Regions from separate parts of the Pan troglodytes genome. Here region 2 is linked to region 1. The links are chromatin contacts, called in public Hi-C maps. All regions are on one chromosome and are shown on one strand. The core of a region is the stretch at or near the end of the contact, and the rest is flanking DNA. Distances in the headings are between cores, read along the strand shown. Region 1 overlaps ANO4 (anoctamin 4). Region 2 holds the start of UTP20 (UTP20 small subunit processome component).

What was found. A called contact is a pair of places that touch in the nucleus more often than the background predicts.
Region 2: a Hi-C map of induced pluripotent stem cells shows a contact between it and region 1, with 1.6 times the contacts expected there. The contact joins the promoter of UTP20 here to the enhancer-like site in region 1. A contact is called at or near these places in 1 of 7 Hi-C or Micro-C datasets (induced pluripotent stem cells) and 1 of 1 datasets of contacts at active chromatin or transcription factors (stem cell-derived excitatory neurons).

What each region holds. Positions count from the first base shown.
Region 1 is chr10:107,772,120-107,778,669 of NHGRI_mPanTro3-v2.0_pri, forward strand. The region is part of intron 6 of ANO4 (anoctamin 4); the gene reads left to right. Among named protein-coding and RNA genes, the nearest start is that of ANO4, 230 kb to the left of the region's middle. Within about 2 kb of position 5,057, at least 2 of the 24 cell types and tissues checked have an H3K27ac peak or open chromatin away from gene starts, as enhancers often do. A contact at or near this core is called in induced pluripotent stem cells, where this site is marked.
Region 2 is chr10:108,107,081-108,114,002 of NHGRI_mPanTro3-v2.0_pri, forward strand. UTP20 (UTP20 small subunit processome component) reads left to right here and starts at 1,981. Exons shown (of 62, transcript XM_016924041.4): 1 at 1,981-2,210; 2 at 3,001-3,081. The coding sequence starts at 2,166.

The DNA of each region.
Region 1 (6,550 bases), core at 3,807-6,306:
CAGGAGAGATGGAGGAATCAACTGTGTCAAATGCTGCTGATGGGGTGTGTACGATCAAGGCTGAAAGTTAATTATTGGATTTAGCAATATGGCAGGTTTGGGTGGTCTGGGCAAGAGAAGTTTCAGTGGAGAAGTCAGGGGTGAAAGCTTCATTAAAGTGTCTTCAAGAAAGAATGGGAAGAGAAAATACAGAGACAACGAATACAAACAGTTCTTTCAATATGTTTCACTGTAAAGGAATGGAGAGAAATAGAATGATAACTGGAGTATGAAGTTTGGTCAATAAAGAGTTCTTTCTATTTTAGATGGGAGAAATAAATACATGTTTTTATGCTAATACAAACTATATATTTGAGATGGAAAATTGATGTTGGGAAAGAGTGGAGGAAGAATTTTTAGAGAAATGTCCTTGAAGCAATAAGAAAAGAATGACCACAAGTATCTCCCATTGCATGGACTCACCTATCTGCCTCTGTGCCCACAAATGCCACCTTTCCCCAGTGCTAAGGGTGTCCTGTCCATACTCATTGGTAAAGCCAACCCTTCACTTTGCTTCTAAGACCCCATACCTTCTCAGTCCCACTCAAATACATTGCTTCCAAAAGAGATAAAATGTAGTATGCTTTAAAAACTGAAATGCACAAACAATACAATTTGTGGAAGTAGTTTGTTTCTGTTTGCACTCATCTCTCAGAAGGAGTGAAAAATCCAACTGCAGTAAACACACACACACATGCGTGAGCACATGTGGGTGCACAGTCGAGGTTGAATATCTTGGATACTTCTGTGTAATATGATACAAATTACATTATCAAAATTTTTATGCTCACATTTATTAATCACTTACTATTATAATTTCCATTTAACAGATGAGACCATTGGTAACTTGCCCCAGACAACATAAGTAGTAAGAGATAAAGCCAGTATTAAAACCTAAGCATACTTGCTCTTTGCCCTTATATTGTGTTGATTTCTGGTATCTAAAGGTGAATTTCAGGGTTAAAGAAGTTAGGAGAGGCAGGGCATGGTGGCTCATGCCTATAATCCCAGCACTTTGGGAGGCCAAGGCGGGCGGATCACGAGGTCAGGAGATTGAGACCATCCTGGCTAACATGGTGAAACCCTGTCTTTACTAAAAATACAACAACAACAAAAAAAATTAGCCGGACGTGGTGGCGGGCGCCTGTAGTCCCAGCTACTCGGGAGGCTGAGCCGAGATCATGCCACTGCACTGCAGCCTGGGTGACAGAGCAAGACTTCGTCTCAAAAAAAAAAAAAAAAAAAAAAAAGTTAGGAGACAGGCTGAGAAGACAAGTAGTGTTATGAAAAGGAAAAGGTAAAGGAACAAGGAAAATTGGGATGAATAATGAAGTTGGGTGCTGCCCAGACTGTGGTTCTTATGCCTCTAGTAGCCATAGACTTGAATCTTGGTACATAACCACTTACAAGCTGAGTGGTCATGGGCAATTTATCAGATTTTTATGGATCTCTGTTTCCATTGTTAATCCTGAAGGTGATATAATTTATCGTAAATGATGAAGATTAAGTGGACCTATATATAGTGCCATTCTTTGTTTTTCCTAATTTTTACTTTTAAATTTCATATTATTGTTTTACTTCCAGTGTAAGTTGTTCAGCTACCTTCTATTTATGGCAAATGATATTTGTTTTCCCTTTATGACTGATATAAAATCTTTTTATAAAATGATTATTTTAAAAAGTGAGTTATTTAAAGAAATATACAAAATTAAGATATTGTAGATGGTATTACAAATTTGACAAAAATTGTGAAGATGGCCCGCGAATGATAGCATTCTGTGTTACTTGGCTAGTCCCTTGTGGTGGACGGACTCTAAAGTCTGTGATGCCTGCTTCCTTTTCACATCTTCCCTTCCCCTTGAGTTCAGGTGGGACCTGTGGCTTATATTTAACCAATAGAATATGGCTTTTGCTATCATAGAATATGACAAATTTAATGGGATGTCACTCCTGTGATTATCTTATATGGTATATAAGATCTCATCTCAGCAGACTGGCGTCAGAGAGACCCTCCTTGCTGGCTTTGAAGAAGTAAGCTACCATATTGTGAGACAGCCTATGAAGAGGGCCACCTAGCAAAGAAAGGTGGGGTGGCCTCTAGGAGCTGGCATCCAGCTGACGTCCAGCAACAAGCAGGGATCTTAGTCCTACAACCACAAGGAGTTGAATTCTGCCAATAACTGGGAATCCTGGAAGCAGGTCTTTCTTCAGTTGAGCCACTGATGAGACTACAGCCCCAGGCAAGACCTACATCATAGCCTGGTGAGACCCTAAAGCAGAGAACCCAACTCAGCTGTGCCTGACTTCCACCCTCTAGAAACTCTGAGATAATTAATATGTGTAGTTGTAAGTCTCCAAGCCTATAGTAATTTATTATGCAACAATAGATAATTAATACAGTGATTAAAAATCTGGGATCACACATTCTGAGTGTTCATTTGGTTCTACCATTACAAGCTGTGTGCCCTTGTAAAAGTTAACTTATCTGCAAAATGAGGCTAATAATGGGATTTATCTCATGGGTTATTTTAATTAAGTGAGATCATTTATATCGAGTGCTTATCTCTGTGCCTTTTACATGGTAAGCATTTAGTAAACTTCATTATTATCATCATTACTGTTATCATAACAGCTAAATACAACGTGTTAACACTTTTATTTTGGAGTAGTTTTCAAGGTAAACTTTAAGAAAAATTTTCATCCAGTTTACAAATTCTTTATAATGCAACCATTAGGAATAGCAACATCAGTGGGTCATATATTGTTACTGTGTATGCATTAATGAGATTTATAATTTAACGCTCTTGGAAGAACTCGGAATACACTTGGTAACAAGTTTAGCGTGATCAAGGTTCAGATGTTTATCTGCTTGGAGAGGATTTGGTTTTAGATTCATCTGGGTATAAAGTTATAGATCAATTCAGAGCTAAACAACAATAGTAACAACAACAACAAAAACTGTATTTGATTGTCCAACCCAGTGTTTCTTTACCCCCGTTCAAAGGAAATCTTCACAAAGATTTCCCCACTTAAAGAGCTAATCTCATGCAGATGGCTCTGTTCCCTTGTAGACTTCCTGCCCAAATTACCCTAATTTCATCCCCATTTATATACTGCAGCCACATCCAGCTTGTTGCTGTAGATGCTCTCTCAGCATCCAGAACTCCGAGGATACAAGAACGACAACATCCTCCCTTCCTTCACAGTTGAAAACATGATGATGAGTGTCTCAAATAAATGAGTGTCAGGACTATGTGCACTACCCAGATTTCTGTCCTCTAGGGCTTTCTGGTCAGAAAAGAAAAAAAAAAAAGAAAAAGAAAATCAGACTTTTCTCCACCCAATAATCTCCACTTTACTCCAGTCAATCTTCTTATATGTCACACACTTGTATTACCAAGGGTCTCAAGTTAAGGTGACAAGAAAGGAGAATTTAGGACAGTCATAACCAAAGAAGGAAGAAAGCAGATTTTCTTCTGAACCTCAGAGCCCTGGCGATTCCTTGAGTGTCTTTCAAGAGCTACCAATGTCAGTCCACACTTGTGGTGGCTTTTCTGTTAACTTGAGTCTTAGGCTGGATTTCCAAAGCATAAGCAGAACTTGAGGTGAAAATTCTTCCTCAGGTTGTTGTTGGGTGGGGCAATCTCAGGAGAAAGGGGCATGAGAGGAGCAGAAGAGAACAGCTAAGCCAAAAGCATGGCCTCAGCTGGACACTACCTTCAGCCTGATCCCACAGGGGAACTCGGTAATCAGCAGGTGCAGCACAGAGCTGGTCTACTTTTCAGACACGGGCCCCTACGTCAGTCAGTCATTGGCTGAGGTCTGTGAAGGTGGTGAGAGGTAGGCACTGTCCGTTTGGCTGAGGGTCATTCTGGGTACCATCAGCATACATTACCACTGGTATTGAGTTAGTAGTAGAGATGCTGCCAAATCTGTGGTATTCAGACAGCACTTTTTGAGATGCCAGCAAACATGAAATTCATGGGGGTCCTTGACCAAGTGAAGAGAGAACAAGTACACATTGGAATTTCTTCTGTTTTAATTTGTCAAGTTGTTCTTCTAATTTTAGGATACTGTTTCTCAAAGGTAAAGATTCCATGTTGCTAGTGTAATCACTTTGAGGGAAGACATACATGTGGCCAACAAGCATATTAAAAGCTCAATATCACTAATCATTAGAGAAATGTAAATTAAAACCACAGTGAGATACCATCTCACGCCAGTCAGAATGGCTATTATTAATACTAAAAAGTAAAAAAATAACAGATGTTGGCAAAGTTGTGGAGAAAAGGGAATGTTTAGACACTGCTGGTGGGAGTGTCAGTTCAATCACTGTGGAAAGCAGTGTGGAGATTCTTCAAAGAGCTAAAAACGGAACTACCATTCAACCCAGCAATCTCATTACTGTGTATATACCCAAAGGAATATAAGTCATTCTACCATATAGACACATACACATGTGTGTTCGCTGCAGCACTGATCACAATAGCAAAGACATGTAATCCACCTAAATGCTCATCAATGGCAGGTTGGATAAAGAAAACATAATATTTACACATCATGGAATACTATGCAGCTATTAAAAAGAACAAGATCATGTTCTTTGTAGGGACATGGATGGAGCTGGAGGCCATTATCCTTAGCAAACTAATGCAGGAACAGAAAACCAAATACTGCATGTTTTTACTTATAAATGGGAGCTGAACGATGAGAACACATGGACACATGTCTCTTCTTTTTTCAGAGAGAGACTTTGTCTTACTGGTTTTTGCATTCCAAAGACTTATTACAGTGCTTAGCTTGTGGAATCCTGAGTTTGCTACAAAAGATTGTGGATAGCTGATTTTCACAGCTGAGTCTGGGTAACAACAGTCAATTCATCTCCAGGGTTTTTCAACATTGACCCTATTGACATTTAGGGCTGGATAATTCTTTGTTGTAGAGGGCTATTCTGTGCTTTACAGGATATTTGGCAGCAGCTCTAGCCTCTACCCACTAGATGCCAGTAGCACCTCCTTCAAGTAATGACAACCAAATATATCTCCAAGCATTGTCACATGTCCTGGTGTGGGGGGAGGGAGGAATCATCCCTAGCTGAGAATCCCTGGGTTTGACCCTTGATCCAATATTATATGGTTTGTTGTAGTGTCCAGGGGGTAGCGCTTCCATTCTTTTATCCATGTTCAACCAACTTATTTCAGCACTCTTAACATCAGACTCTTGAATCAGAAAAGAGGCCTGTGTATTTGAGGGGAAGAATAGAGTATGTGAAGACTGGCTCTCAAGCCAGACAGCTGGGATTTAGATCCACTTACTACTTTACCACTTACTAAGTGAATAACTGGGTAAAGCTTTTAATCTCTCTGTGCCTTAGTTTCTTTGTTTGTTAAGTGCCAGATAATTCCTATCTCAAGGGCTATTATGAGGATAAAATGAGTTAATAAATTACAATATGCTTAGGAAAGAGTCTGGACATATTGACAGCTTTAACGCATGGCTGTTGTTGGCATTGATGGTACTGATAAAGAAGGGAGTGATTTCAACCACTGGTCATCCTGTTCCTGAAGCTCAAGCATTCAATCCTGTCACCTCTTGGGCTGAAAGTCCTTGTGTGTCTAGGGAAAGCTGAGGGGACCTGGTAGATGGCAAGAGATATAACGATAAGTCCCACCTCATCACCAGGACTCAGTCCACCTACCACTGCCCCATATCAGTCTGTAGAATCAGGGCTGTGTTCTTACTGGTTCATCTTGTTAGGGCAGTTTTATCAAATTGATGATGGTTTGAGAGAAAGTGTTCTCCCTCCTTTCCCTCCCTCCCTTAGTCTTACTCTAATTTCTGAGACCGGTTTAAAGATCTCAGGGCCTCATTATTGCCTCAACTGCTTTTGCTTATTTAGGTAGACAAAGTTTAATCAAAACATTTCTGTTGCCAGGTCAAGATGACCAGTACAAAGTTATCTTGATTTACTCAAAGGATTATTCCAAATCAACACGTATTTCATATAACTCACGCATATTACTTCAGTCAAGACAGACCAACTTTAAGGGAAAAAAATGCCCATTATACAAGGCACAGCCGAAAAACTCAAGTCATTTTATGAACTGTTGTCATCCCACAAAAAGAAACTTATTTAATCTAAAAGATTTTCTCAGCAGTCTAAATTTAACTTCTCTGATATAAAGCACGTTTTGCATAATCATCATTATGTGCCACATGTGGGCATTGTATTATATTTATGAAAGGAATTGAAGTCCTTTCTTTGTGATATTTTTGCTCCTGCTGTTTTTGCTGTTATGATAAATTGCTGAAAATTATGCAAAGTATATATCATGAATATGACACTAATTATTCATTAATGGCATGGAGAGATTTAAAAGCTTTGAAGCAGCCTGGAGAACTGTAAATCCATTTACAATCTCCAGCTTGTAACCCTTACAAGTGAAAAATTTGAAAAAGATGAAGTGTAAGCTGAGTATTATTAATTGAACTTGACATACCTTAGTTGCAA
Region 2 (6,922 bases), core at 731-3,230, 330 kb after region 1:
GAAAATATTGCTTTGAGTGGGGGCTTCTACCCTCAGTTAACTGCAGGCTTCTAACTCTCTGAAACGTGCACATTTTAGTGTGGATGAGCTTCTTTGCATCTTTCTGGGAGAAGTTCTACAGCTTTCTTAGATTTCCCTGTGACCCATAAAAGGCTTTAAAAAAAAAAAAAGACCAATTATTAGCCTACTGAAAGCCAATGGAACATTAGGCACGTCAATATTTTATTATAAAAAAATCTATAAATGCTATGGAGGCATTAAAATATTTAGAACAACCCTGTGGTGACACAGAAAATGTTGATGTGATAATGCCAATAACAATTTGAAAGTGTTATGTTCACTTTCTCAACTCTGATTACCTCCTCAATCCATGCATATTTCACTTCCTTTCTTCCAACTAGACTGTACTTAGCAAGGTCACCAGTGACCTTCACCTTGTCAGATCCAGCAACCACTTCTCTATCCTCGAATTTGCAGTATAGTTGGCCACCAGCTCTGCTTCCATGCCATAACTAGTCTGTTTCTACCTTACTGGCTCTCTTTCCCAGTCGCAAATGCCTCACACTTGAGGTATTTAGGTGTATTTAAGTCACGTCTGCAGCCCAGACTGCTACAGTGAGCTCTGTACAACAATATATCCAATTGTCTACTTAACATCACTCCTTGACTAAAATGTAAGCATCTCAGACCAAGTATTTCCAGTCTGGGCATGGTGGCTCACCCCTGTAATCCCAGCACTTTGGGAGGCCAAGCCAAGAGGACTGCTTGAGTCCAGAAGTTTGATACCAGCCTGGGCAATATAGCAAGATCCCATCTCTACAAATAATAATAATAATAATAATAATAAAAGAGCTGGGTGTGGTGGTGCATGCCTGTAGCCCTAGCTACTTGGGAGGCTGAGGTGGGAGGCTCACTTTAGCCCAGGAATTGAAGGCTGTGAATATTTTCAAATAATTATTAATACTATTATTGCCTTTCTCGTTTGGCTCCCAGAACAGTACCTGGTCCACAGAGGACTCTCAAGAAATAGTTGCTGAATGAATGAATGAATGAATGTAAAATGGGGTAAATAATTATATTTTTAAATTATTTTTTAAAATTGTACATATATATATATAACTGTACAATTTAACAACATGCTATGTGTAGACAGTAAAGTGATGGGAAAAACACCAAACATTAACAGCGGTTGTGCATGAAATTAAAAGATTTTTCTTAAAACTCCTTCTCTATTTTTCAATTTTATTTAAAGCGTAGTGGTTAAGAATACCAAAATTTAGAGTCTGAGTGAAGACTGCCAGTTACCAGCTGCACAACCTTGGTTTCCTCTTGTGTCAAATTGGCTTAAAAATATACACAGTACCGGCCAGGCGCGGTGGCTCACACCTGTAATCCCAGCACTTTGGGAAACCGAGGCGGGCGGATTGCCTAAGCTCAGGAGTTCGCGACCAGCCTGGGCAACAAGGTGAAACCCCGTCTCTACTAAAATACAAAAGAATTAGCCGGGCGTGGAGGCGGGTGCCTGTAGTCCCAGCTACTCTGGACGCTGAGGCAGGGGAACTGCTTGAACCCGGGAGGCGGAGATTGTAGTGAGCCGAGATCGCGCCACTGCCCTCCAGCCTGGGAGACAGAGTGAGACTCCGTCTCAAAAAAAAAAAAAAAAAAGTATATATCTATATATAGATATATAGATAGACGCAGTACCTCCTTTGTATTAACATCCCTAATAAGCTTTACTGTGAAATTATGGATGAAAGGATCTTTGCACGATGCAGGGTACGTAGTGAGGGACAGTAATGTTCGTTGATAACGATGACAGGTATGTTTTATTTTATAATGAAAATACATTTGTCTTCTAAACCTTTACCGAAGGGAGTGAAAAGAACACCTCACCCAAACGCCCGCCCTTATGTGCGCAGCCCCGCCTCCTGTAGGCCCCCGCCAAAGGGTGCGCCTGCGCCGTTCTATTTTTCCGTCCACGTGACCCACTCAGGCTCCTCCTTGTCTCCAACATGGCGGCGCCCAGGGGCTCAAGCCGCACGTGAGAAAGTCTGGGCATCTGGGAATCGGAGAGTATAGCCTGTGAGCCGCTTTCCCCTCCTTACTGTCGGTTGCATCCCTTCGACACTCCCGAGGCCGTCGCGGGCCACTGGCCCTCTGCAGCCATGAAGACAAAGCCCGTTTCCCACAAGACCGAGAACACCTACCGGGTGAGCGCGGGAGCTTAGGCAGGGAGCCGCGGGTCTCCGCTGCCTCAGTCGTGAGACAGGCTCTGAGCGAGACTCCAGGGGCCTCAGACTTCTAGGCCGAGTGTGTCACTTTCCTGGAGGCTCCGGCGAAAGAGGGAGACACTGAATGTAGTAAACATGGGTTGGGGGAGGAAAGAAGTCTGGACAGCAAGTTTCACCCATGTTTTATGGGGTCTGGCCAGTCCTGGGAATTTCCTGTAGTCCAGAATTAAATTCACTATTCCAAGAGATTGCTTAGGACCAATTCTCCCCTGCTCTTTTATCTTTAAAGACAGAATTGGGCGAGTCGGCTGGCGGTGAGTGATTCCCAGCTAAGGGCAAATATACAGCGCTTTCTCTGTTTGCCCCTTGATAGATTGTTTCCAGGTCTTCGTTAGGATACAATCATAGGTCTGTATATGTTTAAAAACACTTTTATTGCAGCGACTTTGCTAGGTCCCCATGCTTATGGGAGGGTATGAAACCTAATAGATCTAGCGAGACTAATTGCCAGCATCCACCTAGGCTCACCAGTCTAGCAATGGAAATTTTATTTGAAATGACATAGCTGAGAGAAATTATGCAAACATATAGAAGTATTCATTATCTTTGAACAGTGATGCAGTAAATTTGTTTATGGCCGTATGTTTTTCAGTTTATTTTTCCACTTATCCTTTGTGATTAGAGATGCCTACATGCAGCATTCAAATAGATATTAAAGATCTGATAAATATTAAATAATTATGTATCTTAAATATACTTTCCCTTCCAGTTTCTTACATTTGCTGAACGACTGGGGAATGTTAATATTGATATTATTCACCGGATTGATAGAACTGCAAGCTATGAGGAGGTAAGAGAATGTGATACTAGTCAGTCTTCAAGTGTTCATGGTGTTTTAGTTTCTTCTGTTAGTAGAAGTGAATTGTTTTTCAAGGTATTCCTTTTTGGACATGAAATGCTTTAGACCTGTGCTGTTTCATACAGTAGCCACATATGACAAATTGGATTTAAAGTAAATTAAAAATTTGGGTGCCCAAATGTGGCTAGTTGCTAACATATTGAATAAATATAGAATTGGAACATTTTCATCTTTGCAGAAAGTTCTATTGGGTGAAGCTCTATTAGACAATTGACTTGACTTTCAGCTTCCTTTGTGATTCTAGCCTCTCCCTTTCCCTTATGCATTCCAAGCACTGCTGCAGATCCATATTCCTGAAGCTATAACTTTAAAGTGATTTTGAGGAAGCCCTTTTCCCAGGGCTTAATTTTCTCCTTTATAAAAATAAAGGGGCTAGACTACATAATATTTTCCAGTTTTAACCATACTCTGACTCTGTCATCCCTTTATTTTATTTTTATTTATTTATTCATTTTTTTGAGATGGAGTCTTGCTCTGTCTCCAGGTTGGAGTGCAGTGGCGTGATCTTGGCTCACTGCAATCTCCACCTCCCAGGTTTAAGCGATTCTCCTGCCTCAGCCTCCCGAGTAGCTGGGATTACAGGTGCGTGCCACCACACTCAGCTAATTTTTGCATTTTTAGTAGAGACGGGGTTTCAACATGTTGGCCAGGATGGTCTCAATCTCCTGACCTCGTGATCTGCTTGCCTTGGCCTCCGAAAGTGCTGGGATTACAGGTGTGAGCCACCACGCCCGGCCTTGTCATCCCTTTATGCAGAAGTCTTTTTGTGCATCATGTCATTATTCCTCCTAGCCTTTTAAGGTCCTGTGTAACATGCCTATACCTTGGCGATCCAATCTCAGTTCTTAATATTCTTACTATAATCAGACTCCACTCACTGTGTCTTTGAATGCATTATCTCCACCATATAAATTCAATGTGTTAAATGATGTTGTCTAGGTGAGCACACTGTGCTTTGGGAACTCATAGTAAAGGGAACCTAACCTACATTCTTTAGGGGTGTCAAAAAGGGTGATCTAGACGAGGCGACACCTGAATTGCATCTTGTTTATATAGGTTTTAACATGATAAAGAGGACAGGAAAGGCTGTTCCAGGCTGAGGGAGAAGCCTATATAAAGGAACAGAAGCTAGAGAATGCATGTCACATTCAAGAAACTGCAAAGCAGTGCAGTGTGGTTATAGGTGTGTATAGGGTGTTTTTTTGTATTCATAGTGACTGGGATGGGGCAAGGGGGTAGCTGGTGAGATAAAGCTGGAGAGGTAGGCAAGGATCATAAAGGGCTTCATATGTCAAGCTAAGTTTGGGTTTTATCCTGAAGCCATAGGGACTTAGAGTTCTAGGACTGTAAGCAGAGGAATGAATGACATGATCAGGTTTAAATTTCCAATCTCTGGCTTTAGTGTGGAGAAAAGAGCAGGACTGCAGTCCTGCATCATGTCATGATTCCTCTGCTAGCCTTTTAAGGTCCTGTGTAACATGCCTTTAACTTGGAGATCCAATCTCAGTTGTCCAGTTGTGAGGATTTGACTGTCATCTAAGTAAGAAATGATTATGGTAGCAGGAATCAAGATAGAGAGAAGAGAAAGATTCCAGAGATATTGAGGAAGTAGAATGAATGGATAGGACTTGTGACCTGCTGGGTTTGCAGCAAGGAAGATAATGAGGTTAAGGCTGAGTGGTTGAGGATGTTACTCATCAAGATATATTTATAGGTAAAGGAGCACAAGGTTGTAAAAATAAGATAATTAGTTCCATTTGGGGCTTGAGTTTGAAATATCTGTGGCCATCCAAATGATAGTGTCCAAGAGATGTTTGTATATATGGATCTGGAGTATAGGTGACTTCAGAGGTGAAATTACAGATTTGGCATTTAGAATATGGTTAATAGTTTAAGCCACAGGAGAGGTTGAAAGTATCAAGAGGCAGTGTTAAGAAGGCAGAGAAGACAGCCTGAAATTAGAATCCTGGACTGGATGGTCCAGAATGGCCTCTGTCACGTGTCTGGCAGTTGGCTGTGGCTTGTTGATCTTGGTTCTTTTCATGGCCTCTTATTCCCCAATAAGCTAGACTAGGCTTCTTTTCATGGTGGCAGAATCTTTTCAATAAAGTGAAGGCAGAAGCTGTCAAGACCTCATAAAGTTTTGCTTTGGTCATCAGAGTCACTTTCATCGCATGTTATTAGTCAAAGCAAGTCAGGAGGCCAGGCCAGATTCAAAGGGTGAGGAAACAGACTCCGTCTCTTGGTGAAAGGAGCTCCAGAATTACCTTGCAAAAGGATGTGACATGGTCTCTCACACATAGCTGACATATGCCAGGTCTGTGCTAGGCTAGAAATGCATTCTGCATTTAAGTTTTAAACTGTGTGGCATATTTTCCTTCTGCCTTAAAGGACATGAAAATGCCTTAAAGGACATGAAAACAACAAAAAAAAATTTTTTAATATTTTTACTTTTGAAAAGTAGAGATAGGATCTCGTGTTGTTGCCTAGGCTAGTCTCAAACTCCTGGGCTCAAATGCTCTTCCTGCCTCAGCCTCCCACTGTTGGGATTACAGGCATGAGCCATTGTCCCCAGCCTAAAACAAAATTTAATGGGATTCTCTTTCTTTTCTGCCTTTTTTTTTTTAATTTTTAGTTTTTAATATTTGTGGTTACATAGTATCTATTCTGCCTAACTATTGATTTTAAAGATTTCCAAAGAACAGTTTAAGGATTTTTTTTTGAGATTGTAGATTTGGCATGCTGTTTGCATGTGTGCTTATGTGTTTATTCTCTCTTTTTTCTCTCTGTCTATAAACACATATTTGTATTTATTTTTATTTTTATTTCAACTTTGATTTTAGATACAGGGGGTCCCTGTGCAGGTTTGTTACATGGGAATATTGTATGGTGCTGAGGTTTGGAGTATGGATCCTGTCACCCAGGTAGTGAGCATAGTACCCCACAGGTAGTTTTTTTTAACCCATCCCCACTTCCTCCACCCTCTAGTAATCCGCAGTGTTCATTGTTCTTATATTTATGTCTACGTGTACTCAATATTTAGCTCCCACTTATAAGTCAGAACATGCAGTTTTTGCTTTTCTGTTCCTATGTTAATTTGCTTAGTATTATGGACTCCAGCTGTATCCATGTTGCTGCAAAGGACACGATTTCATTCTTTTTTAAGGCATATAATATTCCATGGTGTATATGTACTATATTTTCTTTATCCAATCTACTGTTGATGGACACCTGGGGCAATTCAATGTCTTTGCTATTGTGGATAGTGTAGAGATGAACATACGAAGGCATGTATCTTTTTGGTAGAATGATTGCTTTGGGGGTGTATGCATTTATTTATACATCTATATACACACATACATACATGTATACATACATGTCATACATGTATGATAATTTATTGGCTTTACCTTTCAAAGTACAAAGTAATTGATACCATGTTAACAAGTTAAGTAACATAGTGGTAAACTTACGAAAAGCCCATTATCTCACTCCTCCCACCCCTAATTCCCAAGGAAGCCAACACTGACAGTTCAGTATAGTTGTATTCTTCCATACTGTCCTCTCATGTTCGTATGTACAAACATTTATAGAGGGTTTTTTATTTTTGTTTTTTAAGGAAAATTGAATCCTGCCATACCCTCTCACTGCATAACTTTTATCATTTTGGGGGCATATCTTCAGTGTAGTTCTAGTTCAATAGAGATATAGCTCTTTTTAGTAGCCACATAATATACCTTAGTATATATAGACCATGGGCTATTCCAACCAT